7 separate regions of the Mus musculus genome follow, and regions 2, 3, 4, 5, 6 and 7 are each linked to region 1. Evidence: chromatin contacts called from public HiChIP or PLAC-seq and promoter capture Hi-C data. All regions are on one chromosome and are shown on one strand. The core of a region is the stretch at or near the end of the contact, and the rest is flanking DNA. Distances in the headings are between cores, read along the strand shown.

What was found. Promoter capture Hi-C pulls out the DNA fragments that hold promoters and counts their contacts. HiChIP or PLAC-seq counts read pairs in DNA pulled down with a chosen protein or histone mark. Capture Hi-C pulls out chosen DNA fragments and counts their contacts.
Region 2: a promoter capture Hi-C map of adipose tissue shows a contact between it and region 1, with 2.7 times the contacts expected there. The contact joins the promoter of Phf10 here to the promoter of Spaca6 in region 1. A contact is called at or near these places in 1 of 39 promoter capture datasets (liver), 1 of 115 datasets of contacts at active chromatin or transcription factors (astrocytes) and 3 of 9 other capture datasets (adipose tissue, liver and pancreatic islet).
Region 3: a contact with region 1 is called in a promoter capture Hi-C map of pre-B cells. The contact joins the promoter of Psmb1 here to the promoter of Spaca6 in region 1. A contact is called at or near these places in 6 of 39 promoter capture datasets (the 3T3-L1 cell line, cranial neural crest, hippocampal neurons and 3 more), 1 of 115 datasets of contacts at active chromatin or transcription factors (astrocytes) and 1 of 9 other capture datasets (adipose tissue).
Region 4: a contact with region 1 is called in an H3K4me3 HiChIP or PLAC-seq map of embryonic forebrain, with 2.8 times the contacts expected there. The contact joins the promoter of Dll1 here to the promoter of Spaca6 in region 1. A contact is called at or near these places in 4 of 39 promoter capture datasets (cranial neural crest, hippocampal neurons, maxillary cranial neural crest and 1 more), 3 of 115 datasets of contacts at active chromatin or transcription factors (astrocytes, double positive thymocytes and embryonic forebrain) and 1 of 9 other capture datasets (pancreatic islet).
Region 5: a contact with region 1 is called in a promoter capture Hi-C map of hippocampal neurons, with 9 times the contacts expected there. The contact joins the promoter of Pdcd2 here to the promoter of Spaca6 in region 1. A contact is called at or near these places in 9 of 39 promoter capture datasets (the 3T3-L1 cell line, cranial neural crest, frontonasal cranial neural crest and 5 more), 2 of 115 datasets of contacts at active chromatin or transcription factors (astrocytes and embryonic forebrain) and 2 of 9 other capture datasets (adipose tissue and liver).
Region 6: a promoter capture Hi-C map of adipose tissue shows a contact between it and region 1, with 3 times the contacts expected there. The contact joins the promoter of Fam120b here to the promoter of Spaca6 in region 1. A contact is called at or near these places in 4 of 39 promoter capture datasets (cranial neural crest, hippocampal neurons, maxillary cranial neural crest and 1 more), 2 of 115 datasets of contacts at active chromatin or transcription factors (astrocytes and pro-B cells) and 2 of 9 other capture datasets (adipose tissue and pancreatic islet).
Region 7: a promoter capture Hi-C map of pre-B cells shows a contact between it and region 1, with 2.8 times the contacts expected there. The contact joins the enhancer-like site here to the promoter of Spaca6 in region 1. A contact is called at or near these places in 7 of 39 promoter capture datasets (HPC-7-derived erythroid cells, cranial neural crest, hippocampal neurons and 4 more) and 2 of 9 other capture datasets (liver and pancreatic islet).

The regions. Positions count from the first base shown.
Region 1 is chr17:17,829,616-17,832,684 of GRCm38.p6, reverse strand. It overlaps Spaca6 (sperm acrosome associated 6), which reads right to left and starts at 1,710. Exons shown (of 9, transcript NM_001162909.1): 1 at 1,423-1,710; 2 at 546-626. The coding sequence starts at 1,681. Mir99b (microRNA 99b) reads right to left here and starts at 2,497; the gene lies at 2,428-2,497. Mirlet7e (microRNA let7e) reads right to left here and starts at 2,333; the gene lies at 2,241-2,333. It overlaps Mir125a (microRNA 125a), which reads right to left and starts at 1,873; the gene lies at 1,806-1,873.
Region 2 is chr17:14,959,959-14,962,660 of GRCm38.p6, reverse strand. Phf10 (PHD finger protein 10) reads left to right here and starts at 1,401. Exons shown (of 12, transcript NM_024250.4): 1 at 1,401-1,550. The coding sequence starts at 1,467.
Region 3 is chr17:15,496,791-15,499,899 of GRCm38.p6, reverse strand. It overlaps Psmb1 (proteasome (prosome, macropain) subunit, beta type 1), which reads left to right and starts at 1,624. Exons shown (of 6, transcript NM_011185.3): 1 at 1,624-1,747. The coding sequence starts at 1,638. Tbp (TATA box binding protein) reads right to left here and starts at 12. Exons shown (of 8, transcript NM_013684.3): 1 at 1-12.
Region 4 is chr17:15,374,275-15,377,117 of GRCm38.p6, reverse strand. It overlaps Dll1 (delta like canonical Notch ligand 1), which reads left to right and starts at 1,295. Exons shown (of 11, transcript NM_007865.3): 1 at 1,295-1,931; 2 at 2,159-2,452. The coding sequence starts at 1,878.
Region 5 is chr17:15,525,814-15,528,792 of GRCm38.p6, reverse strand. It overlaps Pdcd2 (programmed cell death 2), which reads left to right and starts at 1,492. Exons shown (of 6, transcript NM_008799.2): 1 at 1,492-1,802; 2 at 2,181-2,420. The coding sequence starts at 1,520.
Region 6 is chr17:15,394,908-15,397,771 of GRCm38.p6, reverse strand. Fam120b (family with sequence similarity 120, member B) reads right to left here and starts at 1,526. Exons shown (of 11, transcript NM_024203.3): 1 at 1,212-1,526.
Region 7 is chr17:15,545,322-15,548,021 of GRCm38.p6, reverse strand. Prdm9 (PR domain containing 9) reads left to right here. Exons shown (of 10, transcript NM_144809.3): 10 at 2,662-2,700. It also overlaps the pseudogene Gm18564. Among named protein-coding and RNA genes, the nearest start is that of Prdm9, 17 kb to the left of the region's middle. Within about 2 kb of position 1,416, at least 18 of the 459 cell types and tissues checked have an H3K27ac peak or open chromatin away from gene starts, as enhancers often do. A contact at or near this core is called in pre-B cells, where this site is marked.

The DNA of each region.
Region 1 (3,069 bases), core at 461-2,960:
TCTTCCCCTGAATGGCTAGCTCCACTCTTCCTATCTTCACTAGCCATGAGCAATGTGTGTGTGTGTGTGTGTGTGTGTGTGTGTGTGTGTGTGTGTGTTTTGTTTGAAGGGATCATATCTTCTATAACACCTATCTCAAAAAAGAACCATTCCTTCCCAATGAGCTCCGACCTCTCTGGGAGATAAAGAGAATGTCTCACCCTAGGAGATGAGAATGTCCCACCTTCAGAGATGACAAGAATGACTCAATCTGAGAGCCTAAGAAATTTACTATCTTACAGGTGAGTAGTTGGAACCCAGGTTGAGAGGCAGGAACACATCCAGGCTTCAGAGTCCTGACAGTGAGAATCCCAGATAGGTCACATGTACTTGACCCCACAAAAGCTTCAGACTCCCTGTGACTTATTTACTTCCCTCAGTTCCTTGCCATCTTTGACTCCCCTCATCTCTGGAGTTTCCTCAACAAATAACCTAACTCAGACAGGTTCCCAGGGTCACTTCCTCAAGATGACTTTCCCCACCACTTATGCCCATAAAACACTCACCCCGTCGTCTAGCAGCCTTCTCCTGAAGAGAAACTGTCATCTGTGTAAATTCATCATGCAGGTAGCTCCTCTCATCATAGTCTGAAGGTAGATGAGACACCATGGCACAAACCTGGTTCCATGGTGTTCTCTATGTCCCACTCATGGCTGAATATCTCCAAGCCCTGTGATCATCCCAGATTCTATAGCCCCAGTCTATTGTTCTATGTGCCCCACCTAGAGCTCTCTCTCTCTCTCTCTCTCTCTCTCTCTGTGTGTGTGTGTGTGTGTGTGTGTGTGTGTGTGTGTGTTTCCCTAACCCTAACCTAAACCTTCAATCTTGGTATCTCTCCATCCATCTAATCTCTCTCTCTCTAGGCCTGTTACCTGGTACCCTGGATCTGCTTCCTCATCTACATCTTTACTCCAACCCCATTGGTCTCTGTCCCACCTATCTCTAGATCACTGTCTCTCTATTCTTCCTGAAACTACTCTCTGTATCTATACCTATGTCCCTCACTTTGGGACTCTGTTCCTGTCTTATCTCTATGTACCTTACTCTCTGTGTGTCTCTCATCTCTCTGGATTGATTCCTAGCTCTCTGTCCCTCTCTCCAGGTCTCTAATCTCCCCACTCATCTGTGTTCCCAATCCATATCCTCTCTCTGAGCAATGCTTCTACTTTTCCATCTCTTTCCCTTACTGTCTTTAGACTCTCTCTGAGGCACTGTTTTGTCTGTCTCCACCCCACTCTGGACCTGTTTCCTTCCATTGTTTCCACCTGTCTCTCTTCTCTGTGTCTATGTCATGATCCTGTACTTGGCTTTTCTTCTTGGAGTAGCTCAAGGAATCTCCTTCCCCTCCCCAGGGCCCTGGTTCAGGAAGGAGGGGCTCCTCACTGATTTTCATGTCTTTGAGATCTTCAAAAGCCCCTTCAAGCTCATTTCTGCACAGGTTTATCTTGGTTTCCTCTCTGCCCACAAACAGCTGGCAGACACGGAGGCGTTCCTCATAGGTAGTGAAGCAGAAGAGACAGGCCCACGTGGATGCCCTGAAGATCAGCAGGAACAACAGGACAATGCTCCCTACTAAGGAAATAAGACCCATAACAGAGGGTCTCCGGGTCTGAGGAGAAGATAGTGACCTTTGTGAGGTCATTGTGGGGGAGGGGGAGCCTGTGATCAGAGATTGAGTTTCAAATGATGGTCAAGCATCAGGCTCCAGCTAGAGGAAGGTTGCCAGGGGTCACCTGAAATCCCTAAATTTGTGGCTGGGCCAGGCGCCAGGCTCCCAAGAACCTCACCTGTGACCCTGGACGTCCTCACAGGTTAAAGGGTCTCAGGGACCCAGAGGCCGGCAGTGTAGCTATGGTGGACCAGAAAAACCCTTTTCCCCAGAGGTGGGAACGGGGAAGCGAGACAGAAACAGATACCCTAAGCCCCAGAAGATAGAAAGGAACCAGGAGATGCCTCAAAAAGCTCAGAAACCCAGTGTCACAGAGATACATTCACAGCACTAGAGAAACAGAAGCTTCTAGAACCCTAGAGACATTGGCATAAGAGACAGAGACAGAAAATTCGAAAATCTCAAGATGGCATAGAGACTGCAAAGAAAAGGGATAGGATAGAATGTGAACAGAGAAGACACCCCAGCTCCTATCAAGAACTCTTGGGCAATGGTGTGGACCTGGGGTCCCCGCCGGCCCCTTCCAGTGCAGGGCGCAGCCTGGGGAAAGCTAGGAGGCCGTATAGTGATCTCCTCGGGTGTCTTCCTCAACTATACAACCTCCTACCTCAGCCCGGGGGGCGCGGCAGGTGGGCAGATTGACAGATGGATTGATGGGAGACCAGAAGTAGGGAGGGTGGGGAGGGCCGGGGAGGTCCCAGCCGCGATGGTGAGCCCCCGACACGGACCCACAGACACGAGCTTGTGTGCGGCGAAGGCCCCGCAAGGTCGGTTCTACGGGTGGGTGCCAGGACCCAGGAGTCCGGGCCCCCGGCCCCCTCCTCCCCAAGGAACCCAGGAATTCAGTCCCAGCCCCAAAATCTAAGCCCCAGCCCCCCTCTTTCAAGGCCAGAGATCCAGACCTCAGCCCTCCTCCCTCAGTCCCAAAGCTTCCTCCCTTAGACTAAGGGGTAGTGGTCACAGCCCTCCCTCCCACAGATCCAGGGAAGCAGACCCTGCCGCCTTGCACTCAATTCTCCTCAGTCCAGACCCAGGGACTCAGTCCCTAACCCTCACAGTTCTCCTCCACCCCATAGCCCTCCCCGGCAGACTCAGGGTCCAACCAGGCACATCCCTTAGAGAAGACAATCTGGTTAGAGACCTGACTTCTGCACTGCAGAAAGGATGTATCCCCGTTTGTCTTGGCAATCTGAGCCCCTTCTGTAACCCCTAAAGGTTTCATATCCCAGGCCTGAGTTAAAGGCCTTCTGAGTATCAGAAGTCCTCATGGGTCTCATGGAATAATCCTATCTTTTCCAAAACCATTCTCAACCTTTGGGGTGATAGCTATGGTCAAGGAATAATGACACCAACCAGGACCC
Region 2 (2,702 bases), core at 152-2,651, 2.9 Mb after region 1:
GCTAGAAGCTGTGGCTGTGAAAGGGAACTCGAATTCTAAAATCCAAGAGCTAGATCACCACCACCTTTTCTGGTTTGGTCCCCTACATTCTTGGAAGTGTTGTGGGGAGTGGAGGGGATGGGGGGTGGGGGATGTAGGCCTGCCTCTCTGCCCCTTGCCTTTGTCCATTGGACCTGTTGTCTTCCTGGTGCTCTTTTCAAAGGGTGGGGTACGGCCTTTCCTGTGGCGAAGTCTAAGCACTAACATCAATATAAATCCTGTCCAAACACCATTGGACAATTGGCTTCCATTTCCAGGAATTCCCAATCCTGTGTCCTGCAGGTGACTGTGCTGACTCTGTCATATGATTTTGGGAACCTTCCCTATGTTCTCCTTGCCTGACTGGGTTCCGTTCAACCTGAGTGCTGCTGTGACTTTTCCCGTGGCCATGGGGGCCACTACGCCAAGGTCACAGGAGAAGCAGTTGTAGAACAAATGAGCCAAGAGCGCCTTGGGGATCCTGGGGTGTGTGGAGTGAAGATGGAGAGGTGGGGTGGAGAAGTCAGAAAGGACTCAGGAGAAGGGGATCTCAAAGAGGGAGGAGGCGGAGCTCCTGGGGTGGTTGACCCTAAGGGCTGCGAGAGAGGAGGAAGTGGGCTGAGGACACTAATCCTTCATTTACAGAAGGGAGCGAGGACCCTGGTGGAGAAGGGGAGGTCGCCGCGGCTGTGGAGACCCCGGGCTGAGAGGAGGGGCTGGGGACCGGTAGGGGTGGGGTTGGTGGGAGGATACCGCGCGGTAGGGACCCTCAGCTAAGGTGCTGATGATCGGGAGTGGGGAGGACACGGCGGCGTGGTGGCGACCCCGGGCTGAGGGGAGGAGCTGGGTACGGGGGAGGGATTGGAGAACAAGCGTGGTGAAGACACATCTTTGAGGGGAGGGGCTAGGGACCCAGGTGGGGACAAGGCAGGCACCGCCGACTGAGGACCCCCGGCTGACGCGCAGCGGAGGAGGGGAGGGGGCGGGACCGCGGCGGGGCGGGGCGGCGCGGAGCCGCGGCTGACGCGGAGGGCCGGGCCGGGGGCGCAGGGAAGGGGCGGCAGCGAGCTCGCCAGGCGGCCAGGAACCCGGGTGGGGCCGGGACCGAGGCGGTGGCTGGCCAGCGGAGCTCAGGCCGGGCGCGGCGCGCCGGGTGAAGGCGGCAAGGCGGCAAGGCCCCGGCCGAGGCCGGCGGAGCCGCGCAGCTGCGGCCGGCTGACGTGAGCGGCGTGCGGGTCCCGGCCGGCAGCGCGCTGGCGGCCATGGCGGTGGCGCTGGCGGGCCGCGGGGCGCGCGGCGGCAGGGGCCGGCCCCCGGGCGGGCGGGCGGAGGGGGCGGGGCCGGGGCGCCGGGCGGCCCGCGCGACAGCGGCGGCAGCGGCGGCGGCGGCGGCCGCTGGGACTAGGCGAAGGCGGCGACGACGACGGAGGCGCGGGGCGCTTGGGCTGATGGCAGCGGCCGGGCCCGGGGCGGCGCTGTCCCCGGGGCGGTGCGACAGCGACCCGGCCTCCCCCGGAGCGCAGTCCCCAAAGGTGAGCGGAGCGCGCTGCCCAAGGGGCAGCGGCCCAGGCCGGGCTCGGGAGAGAAGAGGAGACCGGGCGGCGGGTCCTGGAGCAACAAGTGCGGCGGACAGTGGGCGCGGACGTCGGGGAGACCTGCGCGGCGGGGTGGGAAGTTGTCCGGGAATAGCTGGGACCGGGGGACTCGGGAAGAGTGCTTGAGACGAAGCGCCCCCAGCCTGGGAAAGTCGGAAAAGTTGGCGGCCTTGGGGATCTCAGTCGGGGAGACGCTGAGCGGGACGTGCGCTCGGGGTCCCGAGTTGGCAGAACGTGGTTTCACACCCACAGACCCGGCCAGCCGAGGTGGCCCCCGCCACGTGCCGGTCCTCCCTGGTGGGGTCTCTGACTGCTCGCAGGGGGCTGCTGGCTCCCTGTCCTGACCGAGGATGGTGCGGAGGGGAGGGCCTTACCTGGAACGTAGCCCTTAGGATTCCTACAGTTGTGAGCTGGTAAACTCTGTGTCAACTTCCGTTATTGTTTCTTTTCGAGAGGATCATTGTTTTTAAGTAAAAGTATTGACATACAGAAATCCTTAAAATGTCCACAAATTAATAAAATAGTGCTTAAAATTAACGGTGTCAAGCCAGTATGGACCATGAATACAGTGAAAAACATACTAAGAAATTTAATTATCTTTCAACTTCTTGATTGTTAGCTTTAAAAGGGAATATTAAGTCTACTTGATTTCATTCTTGAAGAGTGAAAAGGGGAATGATTTCTATGTTCTTTTTTAATTTGGAAAGTAATTTTAGTAAATTCCTAGGTGCTGGAGACATAATGAAATATAAAGTCACTGCTAATCACAACGTTAACATATATCAGACAGCTATGTGCTACCTGGCTCTTATGTGATCACTTCACTGCATCCTTGCATCAGCCACCTAGGCTTTAGGACTGGGGAGAAGCTTGCAGCACACAGCTGGTGGAGGGCAGTGCTCAGTAAGATTCTCTGGCAGCCCGCAGTGCCATGCTGACTTGGCATGCTAGCCTGTGCTGCCTTTTCATTCCCTTCCGTGGGCCTTTATTGAAATTTATAGTAAGAGTAGTAGTGTTAGGAGCTATAGTACCTTGATTTAAAAAAAAAATAGGAGTTTAAGCCTATTAATTAACGTAATGAATTGTTTT
Region 3 (3,109 bases), core at 375-2,874, 2.3 Mb after region 1:
AGTTGCGCTCTTGACTGCAGTCCGATTTGTTGTGCTTAAGCTGTGAGACACTGGGAAGGAAACGAGCGGGCCGGGTACCAGCAGTTCCGGGGCGGGGCCTCCGACGGCCCTTTCTAGCTGTCAAAGAGAGATCTATTGAGTGTGTAGCGGAAACAGTTGGGGATGTGGCAATGGCGATCAAGCCCAAGCAAGCGTTCTACCACTGAACTACATCCTCAGTCTTCCATGATTTGTTTTTGTGAGAAAGAGTTTCTCTGTGTAGCCCCGACTTTCTTGGGACTCACTCTGTAGAACTGGCTGGCTTCGAACTCCAGAGATTGCTTGGCAAGCTTACTGGCTCCTCCCCTTTGAGATTTGTGAGGTGGCTAAGGAAAATGTCAAGCAAACGCTCCTCATCATGTTCTCAGTAGATGTTAACTTACGTTCAAGGAAGAACAACAAAACAAGCGACTTTGTAGTCACAGATTCATTTCTATTTTTAGCTCGGTCACTACCAGCTCTCTTCCTTGCTGCCACAAGAAAACGTCAGCTGTTTCTTAGGCTGCTTCATAATGCTTGATTGATTCCAACATATCTTAATTTTTTTTTCCTTCTGAAGTTCATCTAAGGCATATACATGTGTTGTTCTGCGTACTTCCTTTCCCTTGTATTTTGCATTATCAACGAGGTAATGAGCTCCTTTAGGTTAAGGTTAGCGCTCTCTCTCTCTCTCTTTCTCTCTGTGTGTGTGTCTGTGTGTGTGATGGACAGTATCTGTGTGTTATGTGTGTAGGTGTTGTATAGGTTGTCTATTTACACAGACTCTAATAAGTACAATAGTACTGTGTATCTATTTTCCCCTAAAGGAAACATTTTCTCTTGAAAGTACAGGAAACCTCAGAAGACTGGGGAATTGAGAAAACTTAACAAAGGCTTGTCAAGAGGCAATATAAGGGAAGCGGGTTTTATGTTGTCTTACTGTTTGAGGAGATACAACCCAGGGGGAAGCATGCCAACTGGATTGCATCCACAGACCAGAAACATAAATAGATAAATGTTAGTTCGCTTCTTCTTTATTTAGTCGGGAAATCCAGGCAATGAGGTGGCGCCGCTTATATTTTAGTTGGGTCTTCGCTCCTCAATTAAACCTTGAAACACCCGCATAGACGCATCCATGGGTTTTACCTACATGATGCTAAGTTCTGTGAAATTAACAATATTAACCATCATATTCTGGCTAAAGAAATCTGGTATTGCTTCCTGGGTCTCGTGGCTGCGTACACCACACAGTTGACATGCGTCCTGATTGGCCTTGAATGCAGCATGAACTACTAACCCGTCTCAAACGCTGTGCCACTTCGCCAATGTGACATCCGAGTTGTCGTTGCTCTGTAATTGGGTTAATTTTTTTGGTATGGTCAGACTTTTAATTTTCTATCCGCCATGAGTAAATCCAAACGTTTTCTTAGGGTTATAAAACAGGTTTCTCTGTTGGCAGGATTGGCGGATCCAGGTTGTGCGCTAGCCGGACGCAGGCGTAGACCTCCAAGAGCAACGACGAGTGCAGGCTAGAGGAGCCTAGGGGGGCGGGGCGAGGGAGGCGGAAGTGGACCGGTCCCGGCGGCCATTTTGCCGTGAGACAGCAGGAGTTAGGCGCGATGCTTTCCACTGCTGCTTACCGAGACGTGGAACGAGAGCTGGGAATGGGGCCTCACGGCTCCGCCGGCCCTGTGCAGCTGCGGTTTTCGCCTTATGCCTTCAACGGAGGGTAAAAGCCTGGGCCTGCTGCCCTCACCTGGGTCGAGCCTGGGGTCGCGACGGGCGGGTGTGGGAATGGCAGGGATGTAGCCTGCAGCCCAGCACTCAGTTGTGCATGGACGCCCTCGGTGCCGTTTGCTCCAGCAACCGGGCTCCCACCTCAATCTTCCGCCCTATGGCCTGTTGTTTGGTAGGGCTTGAACACGTTTCTAAAGCCAACGGGCGAACATGAAGTTATGATTTGTCTTGGTTGTTAGACGAGTAGCTGTTTCTGTCGCTGGGCCGCCTGATCACTTGTTGTTTTAAGAGGAAACTAACATGATTAACCAGACTTAATTTCAGGGATGAAAGTGAAGGTTGTTTTGTTCTGCTCTTGAGACGTAGCCTGCTGGGCAAGGTCTACTGAGCTGCATCCACAGCCTTAGGCAGTCGGACCCTTGTGTGTGTTTATTTTTACTCTCAAATTACTTTAGCATTTTAATTATCCGCTTTATTCGAAGATATTTTTCCTTTGTATTTAGGACCGTTGACAATACAGGGGTATTCTTCATCAAATTAGAAGTTGAAACAGCTAATTATCCAAAAAAGGGGGGCGGGGGGGGGGCTTGTTTAAGAAAAGCAAAACCAGCCAGGCGGTGGTGGAGCACGCCTTTACTGCTAGCAAAGGCAAGTGGGTCTCTTAAGTTCGTGGCCAGTCTGGTCTACAGAGCAAGTTCCAGGACAGCCTGGGCTACACGGAGAATCTTTGTCTCAAGAAAGAAAAGCAAAAACGTTAAATATGGCTTTATGAATGTTGAGCGTTGATCATACAGATAGTGAAAGGTTGATTTTAGTCTTGGTTGTACCTTTTGAAGAGCAATTGTGAATGTACTATGTGGGCTCCTTTCAGTTACTTATAGATTGGGGAAGACTCAAGGTAGGTTTTTTTGTTTGTTTGTTTGTTTGTTTTAATTTCAAGCAGTTAAGTGAATAATTTCATAGTTTTACTTCTTGACTCTTGGCATCTAAACAGCCCAGGCTATAGAGCTGGTGTGAATTAGAACCGGATTTAAATTCATAGCGTTCTCAGCCGAGTCCAGTTTCAGTTTGCTTTTCCAGTATGCTGCTTAATGCTGCACGTGAACACTAAGTACTTACTTTGTAAGATGTGTTAATTTCAAGGTGTTCCGAATGCAGTACTCATGAGTCACTTTTTTTAACCTCCTTTACTTCTTCTTATCCATCACTTTGTTCATAGTTACTTACACCTATCCATTAAATCACTTTTCTCTTTTGTGCCTTTTAGCATTTATTGCAACTAGCCCTGCAAGCAGCCTCAGATTCTACAATATATAAATTTCTCTTTGTAGCTTCCAGGTTTTTGTCACTTGAG
Region 4 (2,843 bases), core at 46-2,545, 2.5 Mb after region 1:
GAGCTCTTTCTCTCCGCATTGTGCAGAGAGCAGGTGCTGTCTGCATTACCATACAGCTGAGCGCACAAAGAGCCACTGATTCAGCCTCGCACAATAACAGACTGCCTTAATGACAGCCACGCGAACGACACACACCAAACTCACTTTTTACCAAGCAGAGGGAGGCCTGAGGGGAATACCCAGGAGAGTGGGACCGGACACCAGTGAAGGTGGTGTTGGTTGAAAATCTCCCGGGAGAGGGTGTGTACACCGGGAAAGGGGTAAGCTTAGCTTTTGGCTCTGCTGGCTCAGGGAATACACTATCCGGACCCCAATTCCCCATTTCCAGTGATCGTGGACAACACGGAGACAGCAGCGCTCCGGGACACTGCGGTGTCTGGGGGTGTCCGGCCCGGATCGCTAGCCCATCGGCACTCTCCGAGGCTCAATCGCCAGGCTTCACCAGAGGTATAAGCGTGCCTAACCTCCCCAAACTTCCCAAACTGCCGGGGTGCTCTTGCCACCCTTTGCCCACCTCTTCAAGGGTCCCTTTCCTACCGGGCACCCCGCCCCCGCCCCCTCCGGGAGACTCCTCCTTAGAAAGAGGCTGCCAGGGAGGAGGGGCAGCAGCAGGGACGCGGGCCTCTAACCTCTCCCCGGTTCCTCAGTCCCTAGGACTGAACAAACGAGGAGAGCCTAGGCGGCTAGTGTTGGAAACGCCAAGGTCCGGAGGCCGCGTCCTGCGAGCGAGTCTAGCGGTGACCGCGAGTGGGAGGCTCAGGCCGCCCAGCGTGCCTAGGGTCTTCGGGCCTGTGGCGGTGGGGCGGTGGGCGACGCGGCCTCAGCTCCAGCTCCGGGAGCAGAGCGGTTCGTCTCCGGGAACGTTTTGCAGGAATGTAAATGAGCGGGTTTTGCGCTGGGGGAGGGAGGCGAAGGGGCGAGGGCGGAGGCAGAGAGGACTAGGGGGCGGGGAGGTGGGGGGCGGGGAGGAGGGTTGCACATTTTACAGCTCACTGACCATTTGGCGATCCATTGAGAGGAGGGTTTGGAAAAGTGGCTCCTTTGTGACAGCTCTCGCCAGATTGGGGGGCTGCTCATTTGCATCTCATTAGTTATGCGAGCGGCCGGCAGGATTTAAGGGTGGCAGGCGCCAGCCCGGGCCAGATCCTCCGGCGTGCACCCGCGGTTACCCTGTCTGACCAGGGCAGGTCACGGGAGAGCACCGGTGCGGCACGGAGCCTCCCACGCTTCGGCCTCCGGTCCTCGGTGTGTGTTCTCGCATGGCATTGGCTGAATTCTTGAGGAAGACGCGAGGCTTGGCGATAGTGCAAGAGATACCGGTCTAGAACACTCTGGGAGCGGCAGCGGCTGCCGAGTGACGCCGGGCCGGGAAACCAGGGCGCGCGCCGCAGTCCTTGCCACCACCGTTCCCACCGCGCCCCTCGGGGCCCCGGATTATCGCCTCACCGGTGGGATTTCCAGACCGCCGCTTCCTAATAGGCCTGCGAAGGAAGCCACTGCAAGCTCTCTTGGGAATTAAGCTGAACATCTGGGCTCTCTTCCCTCTGTGTCTTATCTCCTTTCTCCTCTTTCCCTCCGCGAAGAAGCTTAAGACAAAACCAGAAAGCAGGAGACACTCACCTCTCCGTGGACTGAAAGCCAGACGAAGAGGAAACCGAAAGTTGTCCTTTCTCAGTGCCTCGTAGAGCTCTTGCCGGGGACCTAGCTGAAGGCACCGCACCCTCCTGAAGCGACCTGGCCCTGATAGCACACCTGGAGCCGAGAGACGCCTTTCCGCCAGTACTCCTCGGGTCATATAGACTTTCCTGGCATCCCTGGGTCTTTGAAGAAGAAAGAAAAGAGGATACTCTAGGAGAGCAAGGGCGTCCAGCGGTACCATGGGCCGTCGGAGCGCGCTAGCCCTTGCCGTGGTCTCTGCCCTGCTGTGCCAGGTAGGGGGCCGGGCGGGGCTGCTGCGCGGTGGAGGGAGGGGAGTCGGACCAGCCGATCAGCTGTCCATCCCCAAGTGACTCCGGCAGCGACGACCCCGAGAGCTGCCCGGCAGCGGGCAGCTCCGGATGGGCGCTGAGGTGCGCTCGGCCTCTGCGTCCTAGCAAGGGCCCGCGCGCCCCCGGGTCCCTCCGCCGCCGGCGCGACCTCACGCCCCTTCCCCGCGCAGGTCTGGAGCTCCGGCGTATTTGAGCTGAAGCTGCAGGAGTTCGTCAACAAGAAGGGGCTGCTGGGGAACCGCAACTGCTGCCGCGGGGGCTCTGGCCCGCCTTGCGCCTGCAGGACCTTCTTTCGCGTATGCCTCAAGCACTACCAGGCCAGCGTGTCACCGGAGCCACCCTGCACCTACGGCAGTGCTGTCACGCCAGTGCTGGGTGTCGACTCCTTCAGCCTGCCTGATGGCGCAGGCATCGACCCCGCCTTCAGCAACCCCATCCGATTCCCCTTCGGCTTCACCTGGCCAGTGAGTGGGCACCTGCGCGCACTCGGCTGGGTCTGGAGGGGTAGGGGTGGCTGGTTGGTGGTTGGCAGTGGGAAGAAGGCAAGGGCCACTGATAAGGGTTGGGGAATCCCACAAAGACACGCCTGAGGTCTTGACTTCTTACTGGGAACTGACTGGCAGTTGAGGAGGGGGTGTGGAACCCCAGAGGCTTTTGCAAGCCCTGGGCATTTCTCACACACCTCCTACTTACCTGAAAGGTCGAATGCTTCCCTCCCCTACCCCCAAAGTTGGGAGAGTTCTTGTCCCCTAGCTCTTAGGCCTTGGTTGGGTTGCTACCAGTGCTGGGGCTGCTCTCCATCCTCGAGGTTCCACCCCCAGAAAACAAATGACAGCTGCCCTCTCCTCTTCCTGC
Region 5 (2,979 bases), core at 243-2,742, 2.3 Mb after region 1:
TCTCACCTCAAAGGGAGTTAAAAGTTCATTCGGAGCCAAATTTGAATGATCGTAGCCCGGGAACATATATTCATGTCTTCCCAAGTACTATATGTTCCAGTGTGGAAGCACTTTCATGGAGTTTTTATAGTAACAGAACAAAAAGGAAATTTGAAATCAAGGTATTTTAACAATGAATGCATTTGTGGAAACATTAAGTAGTTACAGAGGAATCTCAGTACAGACCTGAGACACCATCTGATAGCATTGTTAGCCTTTTGATTGGTGGAGAATAGCATTTTGTTAATACAGTCCAATAGTCTTTATCTGTTTATCAAGGTGTTAGGTCTGACACAAAAGCGGCCACTAAGGTATCTTTAAGGGGCTAAAGACAACCCAAGAGAAATAGTACCATTTCTAAAGATTCTAAACTCTTCAAAGTCAAAAAGTTTTATTAGTTAACCAGACTTTGTAGACAGCTCCTTTCCAGGAATTCTTGTTTACACTAGCCAAAAAACCCACTGTTGTTTTGTCTTTACATCTTGCTTCCTGTCTAAATCCAACACACAGGGCAGCGAGTATGGGAGCACCCAACTGTGTGAAGCAGAGCGCTATGATTTACGTTTGTTTCGAGTGCTCCTCCTCAACTGTATCCGGTCATCTTTCTCCTCCACCCCAGTTTTGAACATCCTTTAACTGCATGAGGACAGGTTTCAAGGGTCTGTGTGGGTTCGCCCCCAACCTCAATTCTTCCACAGGAGAACAGAGCCTCCCTTTGAAAGAGAAGATAAAAATAGCAAACTTCAACATTAATTATGATTGGCGACATTACTTAGGATGTATTCAGTTTCATAAAACTAAGATAAGAGAATAAGAAACTCTCTGTTCTGAGATAACAGAATAACCTAAACTGCTAACTTCTGCTTTGGGAAGCCTACTTGCCCCTTTCTCTTCCAAAGGAAGCACGCATTTGTTCTCCCTTAAGAAGTGACCACCACCAATATCCACTTAGCAAGTTCCATTTGCTAGAGAAACTGTCATAATAAAAATCTGAAAATTCAGCTTCTGTAAAACTTGCTCAGCTCCGGGAAAAACCTCTTTTGAAGCAGAGATTTTAAAAGACCACTCTAAGATAATCACAAAGATTATGACAATATCTAACGGCATAAACCATGAAATGTTTCTGATCCGGGCTGAGTCTCTTACCCAATAGCGAAAGGCTACAGCTGCGAACTAATTAAAGTTTGTCTTTTGTCCCCGAGTGCTGAGAATGCCCCCACTTCCCTCACTCCAACCTGAGGATCTACAACCGACACCCTAATCTCAGAGGTCTGAAGAGCTTCCGGCCTTCGGATCCCCAGAAACAGTGACAGTTCGATGGAGGTAGTCTTGCTCACCAGCGTCCTTTATTCACTTTTGCTTCCTGCCTATAGGGTTACCTCCAGTCCGGTCCCAGCTCGAGATCTGACCCCGCCTCCCGCCTTCCGGCCTAACACGTGACCGCCCTCTTCCGGCCTGGTGGCAGAGTCCTGCTGCGAGCATGGCTGCAGCCGCCCCTGGTCCTGTGGAGTTGGGCTTCGCCGAGGAGGCACCGGCCTGGAGGCTGCGCAGCGAGCAGTTTCCCAGCAAAGTGGGCGGGCGGCCCGCGTGGTTGGGCTTGGCGGAGCTGCCGGGGCCCGGGGCGCTGGCGTGTGCGCGCTGCGGCCGCCCGCTCGCCTTCCTGCTGCAGGTGTACGCACCGCTGCCGGGCCGGGACGACGCCTTCCACCGCAGCCTCTTTCTCTTCTGCTGTCGCGAGCCGCCGTGCTGCGCCGGCCTGCGAGGTGAGCGGCCGCCGGGACAGGACCCGGGCGAGGGTTGCCACGGGGGCTGAACCCTGGACGTAGGACGATCGGTTGGCGCGAGTGGTTGTATTCAGGTACCGGAATTGTCTTAGAATCGTGTCCCTTTCATCCTGGGCACGGACTCCTTAAAGCCAATTTCTCTTGTCAGACGGAACTCTTCCCGGGTTTAAAAGCTCTTTAGCTTTTATTTTTATTCCCTTTCATATAAAAACCGCCCCCCCACCCCGAAAGCAAAAACCTTAGGTTTTCCTTAAATGAGGTTTTATGAGGTGAAGCACCGAAAACGGTTCAAATGTTTCAATTATTTTGTTTCACGGAAAGATAATCTCACGTACCCCTTTCTCCTCTTCATTTCAGTTTTTCGTAATCAGCTACCAAGGAACAACGCATTCTACTCCTATGAGCCCCCTTCTGAAACAGAAGCTTTGGGTACGGAATGTGTGTGCCTCCAGCTCAAGTCTGGAGCCCATCTCTGTCGGGTTTGTGGTTGCTTGGCCCCTATGACATGCTCTAGGTGCAAACAGGCACATTACTGCAGCAAGGAGCATCAGACATTAGACTGGCGGCTGGGACACAAGCAGGCTTGTACACAGTCAGGTAAGACAACTTAGCCTTACCGTCTCTGTCAACTGAGGTACTCCAGTTTCTGGTTAAACTTGAAATTAGAAAACATACTTTAAAAGTTTTAGGAACTGGTAACATGAACACTTCGCTAATCTAAAACACAACCAGCTTTATTTTTTTATTAGATATTTTCTTTATATACATTTCAAATGCTATCCCGAAAGTTCCCTATACCCCCCCCCCCCCCCCCAGCCCTGCTCCCTTACCCACCCACTCCTGATTCTTGGCCCTGGTGTTCCCCTGTACTGGGGCATATAAAGTTTGCAAGACCAAGGGGCCTCTCTTCCCAGTAATGGCCGACTAGGCCATCTTCTGCTACATATGCAGCTAGAGACACGAGCTCTGGGGTACTGGTTAGTACAACCAGCTTTATTAACAGGTAGTATTATTAAGAGTAGTTAACCGTGGTCATGCAAAAAGCGTTACAATCACATTCATGCATCCCTGATCCGAATAATGAATTCTTAATTGTTCAGTGTCTTTGTAGACTGTATCTCTCCACTTTATTCATGCTTTTGTTGGTGTAAACAGA
Region 6 (2,864 bases), core at 277-2,776, 2.4 Mb after region 1:
GATGCTGAGACAAGGAAACTCTCCAAATAGCTCACTCCTACTCCTACAACATAGTCGTCCTTGTAGGCTGCTCAAAATACAGCCTGAGAGCTCTGAGAATTCCAAGCAGTAGGGTGGGCTTTTCTACCCTGAAATGTCTCCCATACGCTAGGATCAATGCTTATTTGGAAAAAATAAATGAATAAAACCAGGGGCAGATGGATGTATTAAGTGAGATCAAGAACCAATTCACAGTTTATAGACTCCCATTATAGCCAGAGAGAGCGATGGAGAGAAATAATGCCTAACAATAAAATTAAAACTATTTATACTTGGTATTAAGTTCTGTAGCAACAATTGATAGCATTATGTGGAATGCATCCTTCTTACCAAGGTGGAGTCAACTCAGAAAGTAAATGAAATTAGTTTAGTATCTGCAACACAGAAGTTACAATGCTCTACCCAATGACCAGGCCTTTCTTTCAAATACCAAGCACACCTTGAAGATGGTGGAAATGGGGAGGGGAAAACTGGGACAAGAACACTTGCAAAGCAGCAACATAAGATAAATAGCAAGTTGTAAAGGCTCTATAATTATGAACAGAGGGGTGTTGTATTCACAGTACACTGAAATCAAGGACTCCGAAGCCAAAGCTTGGATTCGTGAACTTTTCATTATCAGTTCCATAAATATATCCAGACTCCAGTTCAGAGATAAGAGTAGAGTCTTTGAGTGTGGAAAATAAATGATTTCAAATGCTCTCCACGTAAGTTTTTTGGGGGGGGCCAAAGGTGTTCACAGATATAAACGTCTGGAAGACTGGCTGAACAGATATTTTTTTTAAACTGGGAGGTGCTATAGTCAAGGTGGGGGCAAGAGAAATAACGCATCAGTTGCTGGTGCCTTTCAAAAACAGGTAAAGAAAAAAGTAGCCAGGCGTTCGTACACTAACCTAATGTCAGTCGAGGTCAGGAGCTATCCTCTAATGGATGGGAGATAGGGAAAATGATGAGAGACATTGGACGTGGGTAACAGCAAGTCCCTAAGGTGGAAAGATCTGAGAGCATATGTAGGCCGAAATCAAACGGATGGTCCCCTCCCCAGAGGAACTCAACACAGCTGAGGCCCAGCCCCTTCGCCTCTCCATCACTTAAGGTCCTACAACCTCCCAACCTGGTTTCCAGTTACCAGTTCTTCCCTCCCCAGCCGCTACCAGAGTCTGAGAGTCTACCTCGCTGGTCCTCAGTGTCCTGCAGCTGGGCTCAGGAAGAGTCTCCACCCCGCTCCACCTGCAAGTGGATGGCTGCCTCTCCCCTCCACCCAGGGAGGAACAGCCAGGACGCAGAGAAGCCAGGATGCGGAGGGGCGTGGCCACGGCGAGGATAGTGGACTTGATGCTGGAAGGAGTCTGGGGTAGGGAGATGCGACAGCAGAGATCCAGGGCCGATTCCCCAGCCTGGCCTACCCAAAGCTCAGCAGTGGCCGCAGACTGCGTCAACCAGATTTCAGACCCACAGTCTACGGCGTGCTCACTTCCGCTTCCGTTATTGAACTTCCGCCCGGAGAAGTGTCTGGTTAGACAAAGTGAAGCTTGTGCTTATATAACTGGAAGTAAAGGACGAAGAGACGAAAGGGATGTAGTACGCAAGCGCTAGAGCGGGAGGCGAAGTGGGTGGCACCCAGGAAGAAGGAAGCTTTAACCCGTTGCCTAGCAACCGGGGAATAGCCTAGGACGCCTGCACGCCGCTGGATAGCCGGACTGGGAAAAGTGTGTTTGTCCCATAGGCTAAGTCTTCAGGCTGAGTGGCAGCCTGCACTAGCACTGGGTGCCTTGCTCCGGTAATGCACGCACACAGGCTGCAGCGGATAGTCACTGGAAACCCTTTTAAATGCCACAGACCACAGCTTGCAACCACGCAGAGTATGGGAAGCTGCGAGGATCCTGGTTTGGTCTTGAATCCCCTTAGGAGTACCAGTACTGAAAGGCGGCACAGCTTGGACAAGGAGCATCAAGGGCCGAGAGTCCACTTACAGAGTTGTCATAGGCAATAATGCTGGTCATTTTATTGGGTGAAGTGGCCATCCTTGTGGGCTACATTCAGGCTGTCTAGTATTTTGGATGGAAATCTCCAATAAGCTAAAGCATCCTTTGTGTCGGTAGCCCCCAACTTGGGGTGCTGGAAACATTTGGATCTCAAGATTACAGTTTTAGCTGTTGAGTCACAGCTTGTGCTAGCCTTATGGTAGAGGGGTTCTCTGCCTTTAGCTTTACAGCTCCAGGATGCGTCCTCAGCTGCCAGAGGTAGCAACTCGGTGACTTTCTGGGACTCTTTAGAGCAGCTGGCGCTTGCATTCAGTAGTGTTTTATCTTTTGCAGTTTCTGTTCTCCTCTATGCTATACTTTCCCAACACTCCCGTAGTCCTTCACAGTCTTAGCACTCCATGGCCTCTACAACAGCCCTCTATTGGTTTCTGTTGGGTGCTGTACCTGTTCTTTATGCAACCGACGCAAGCTACCCTACCCGGGATCAAGACTACAAGGAGGCATCAGTACCACTTGGAGTAAATTTTATTGGCAGCACAGGGGCAACTTGCAGAAAAACAAAGCAAAGCAAACAACCACAACAAAAAACTTTCTCCTGTATACTGCCATTGGGCTGGGGTCACTGAGTAGGGTGATCTAAGAGCCATCTCAAGGTGTCATGGTCAGTTTCCCAAGGCCATGAAACTGCTGGGTGGTGGTTGATTGTAATGGTTCCCCTGACTGAAACAAAGTCTCTGTGGCATCTACAGTTGCCGTGAAGTCTTCTCTGGACATTGGTAGCTAGAATAGAGCAGTAATCATTACAGTTGCCCTGACAACAGGCTGAGGAACCTTCAGGGG
Region 7 (2,700 bases), core at 167-2,666, 2.3 Mb after region 1:
TCCAAAACAGTCACTTGTACAGTCATTACAGAAGACATGTCCACACCCTTCTAAATGCACGGGCTCCTTCAGAATATTAGAGCAGTAGGAGCAGTAGCCTCTACAGGAGTGCAAGTACTGCGCGGATATGTACCTAGGAGCTCTAGGTAGCCGGCTTCATGGCCTGCATGAACCGGGAGGAGACTTTTTCCTGAAGCAGACCCTGGGCTGCAAGAATCACCTCAGATGGGTACACTCAGGCAGTAGAACACCGTTGTGTGGAGTTTCAGAGCCCTCAAGACATCTTGTGTTTCAATTCTTAAGCTAAGTGAAATACAATATAAATTCAGTGAATTTTTGAGAACTTCTGAAATTAAAGATCATTTTGTGTGCTTTAAAGTGTTATAAAATTTTTATGCTTTTAAATATTCTTTTTCTTTTCTTTTTTTTTTTTTTTTTTTTGGTTTTTCGAGACAGGTTTCTCTGTGTAGCCCTGGCTGTCCTGGAACTCACTTTGAAGACCAGGCTGGCCTCGAACTCAGAAATCCACCTGCCTCTGCCTCCTAAGAGCTGAGATTAAAGGCATGTGCCACCACCACCCGGCTAAATATTCTAATTTTAAAAGGATTGTTATATTTATTTTGTATGTATAAATTTTTGCTTGCATGTATATATATATGCGTGCAGTGCCTGCTGAAGCCAGAAGACAGTGATGGATCTCCTGGAACTGGAGTTATAGATAGTTTTGAGCTACCATGTAGGTGCCAAAATCAAACCCAGGTACTCTGTAAGAACAGCAAATACTCTTAACATCTGAACCATCTCTCTACCCCTAAATTTATTTCAAGTACTTTATGAACAAAATATATAACAACATATAAGTGCTATAAGGTTAGAGTCCAGAAAAAAAAAAAACAAGAAAAAAGTTTTCACGTACCCATCAACTTTTTTACTGAATTAGTTTATTCTGGTCCTTCCTTTTGGTTTCTTTTTAATTTCTTTCATATATGTAAATAATATAAATATGTCATCTGGCACTATGTCAGTTAGATGTCAGGTAAATTGTGGCTCTGTGCCAGGAGAGAAAAAATATATAAAATAAACAAAAATATTGAAATGCCTGCTCTTTAGCTGACTCATGGACTAGGGAAGCATGCATACTTGTACAGACCTATGCAGAGTCAGGAAAAGTGTTTAGAGACCCGTGGAGTAGACGTAAATATAAAGGCTATTGAAGGAAGATTTGGGAGGGGCAAGCAGATGGTCTCAGAGGAGATAGCTGTTGTAACTGTCTCAAGGCATGAAAGGGCTGCACTTTTGAGAACAGGTTGAAGTCATTTCATGGAAGGAAGCAGATGCCAGAGAAATGCATGTGAGCCTGTTAATGTAGAGCCTGTGAAGGTCCCAGGAGAGTGAGAGTGAGGCATAGCGGGGTTTCAGTTCTTTGTTCTACAATGATGCTTTGGCGAATTTTCAAAAATATAGTGCAGTGTGCAACCACCTCAGAGATTGCTTCAGTTTCCAGGGGGAAAGGATTGCATGCAAAGGACTAGTGGGCCACAGAGAGAAGACATCTGAGTAAGATGTGTTTTGAAACAGGGTTTTTGTTATATTTGAAATGGGCTAAATGTAAATGAAATAAGCATGAGTACTTGGTATGAGGAGAAAATTAACTTTCATTTTACAATTTGTGGATCATTGAGAAAGGTACTTTATAGCCAAGGTGTGGCAGCAGGAGCACACTTTTAGTCAGCAGGACCCAGAACATCCTGTCTTCTTTAACCTAAAGGAGAACCCCCAACTGACTATGTCTTAGAATGAGAAGACAATTTCAAACTCATATGCTGCTTTTATCAACAACTCTACCCAGGTACTCATAGTTGTTGATCTTCTAGCTGGATGGGCTCCAATTACATTTAATTTTCCTTTTTTAGGAAAATCCAGTAAGGGAAATTCCACCTAAGGAAGTGTTGTTATGTCTCCATAGTATGAAATAGGTGCAGAGAGTGCATAGGGAAAGGTGACCAGACACCTGACTAAGTGGAACTGGGTGAGGTAGGGTTGTTGGGTAAGGTAGGATATAAAAACCAAAAAGATGCTTATAGTTTGTAGGGCTTGCTTGCCGTTGCAGTTTACACCAAGAATAAGGTTGCTTCTGATCCTACTTGGAGGACATGTAGTTAAAATAAAAACAGAATAAAAATATTTGAAATGTAAATAAAGAAAAATCCAATAAAATAACAGAATAAAAAAATTAAAATAAAGGTGGTGCACACCTTTAATTCTAGCACTCAGGAGGCAGAGGCAGGAGAATCTCTGTGAGTTCAAGGCCACTCTAGTCTACAAAGCAAATTCTAGCATGGCCAGGAATACACAGAGAAACCCTGTCTCAAAAAAAACAAAACAACAACAACAAAAACCCCAAACAAACAAAAATGACAAAAAAAAAAAAAAACCCAAAGGATGATGGAATGCACTCACTGCACTTGATAGGAGACAGACAACTTGTGTTGGCTATAGAATCCTACCTCATTGACCAGATTGTCTTTGAACCATCAAACCTAGCTGGGTGTGCCTTAACTCATGAAGACTAAGTAATGGGGTAGGCCTGACCACATAGAAAATCAGATGCCTAAGCAATTTATTATATTCAGTCTCATCAAAAACTTTATCTTTCCACAGAACTAAGGACAGAAATTCATCCTTGTCTTTTGTGCTCTT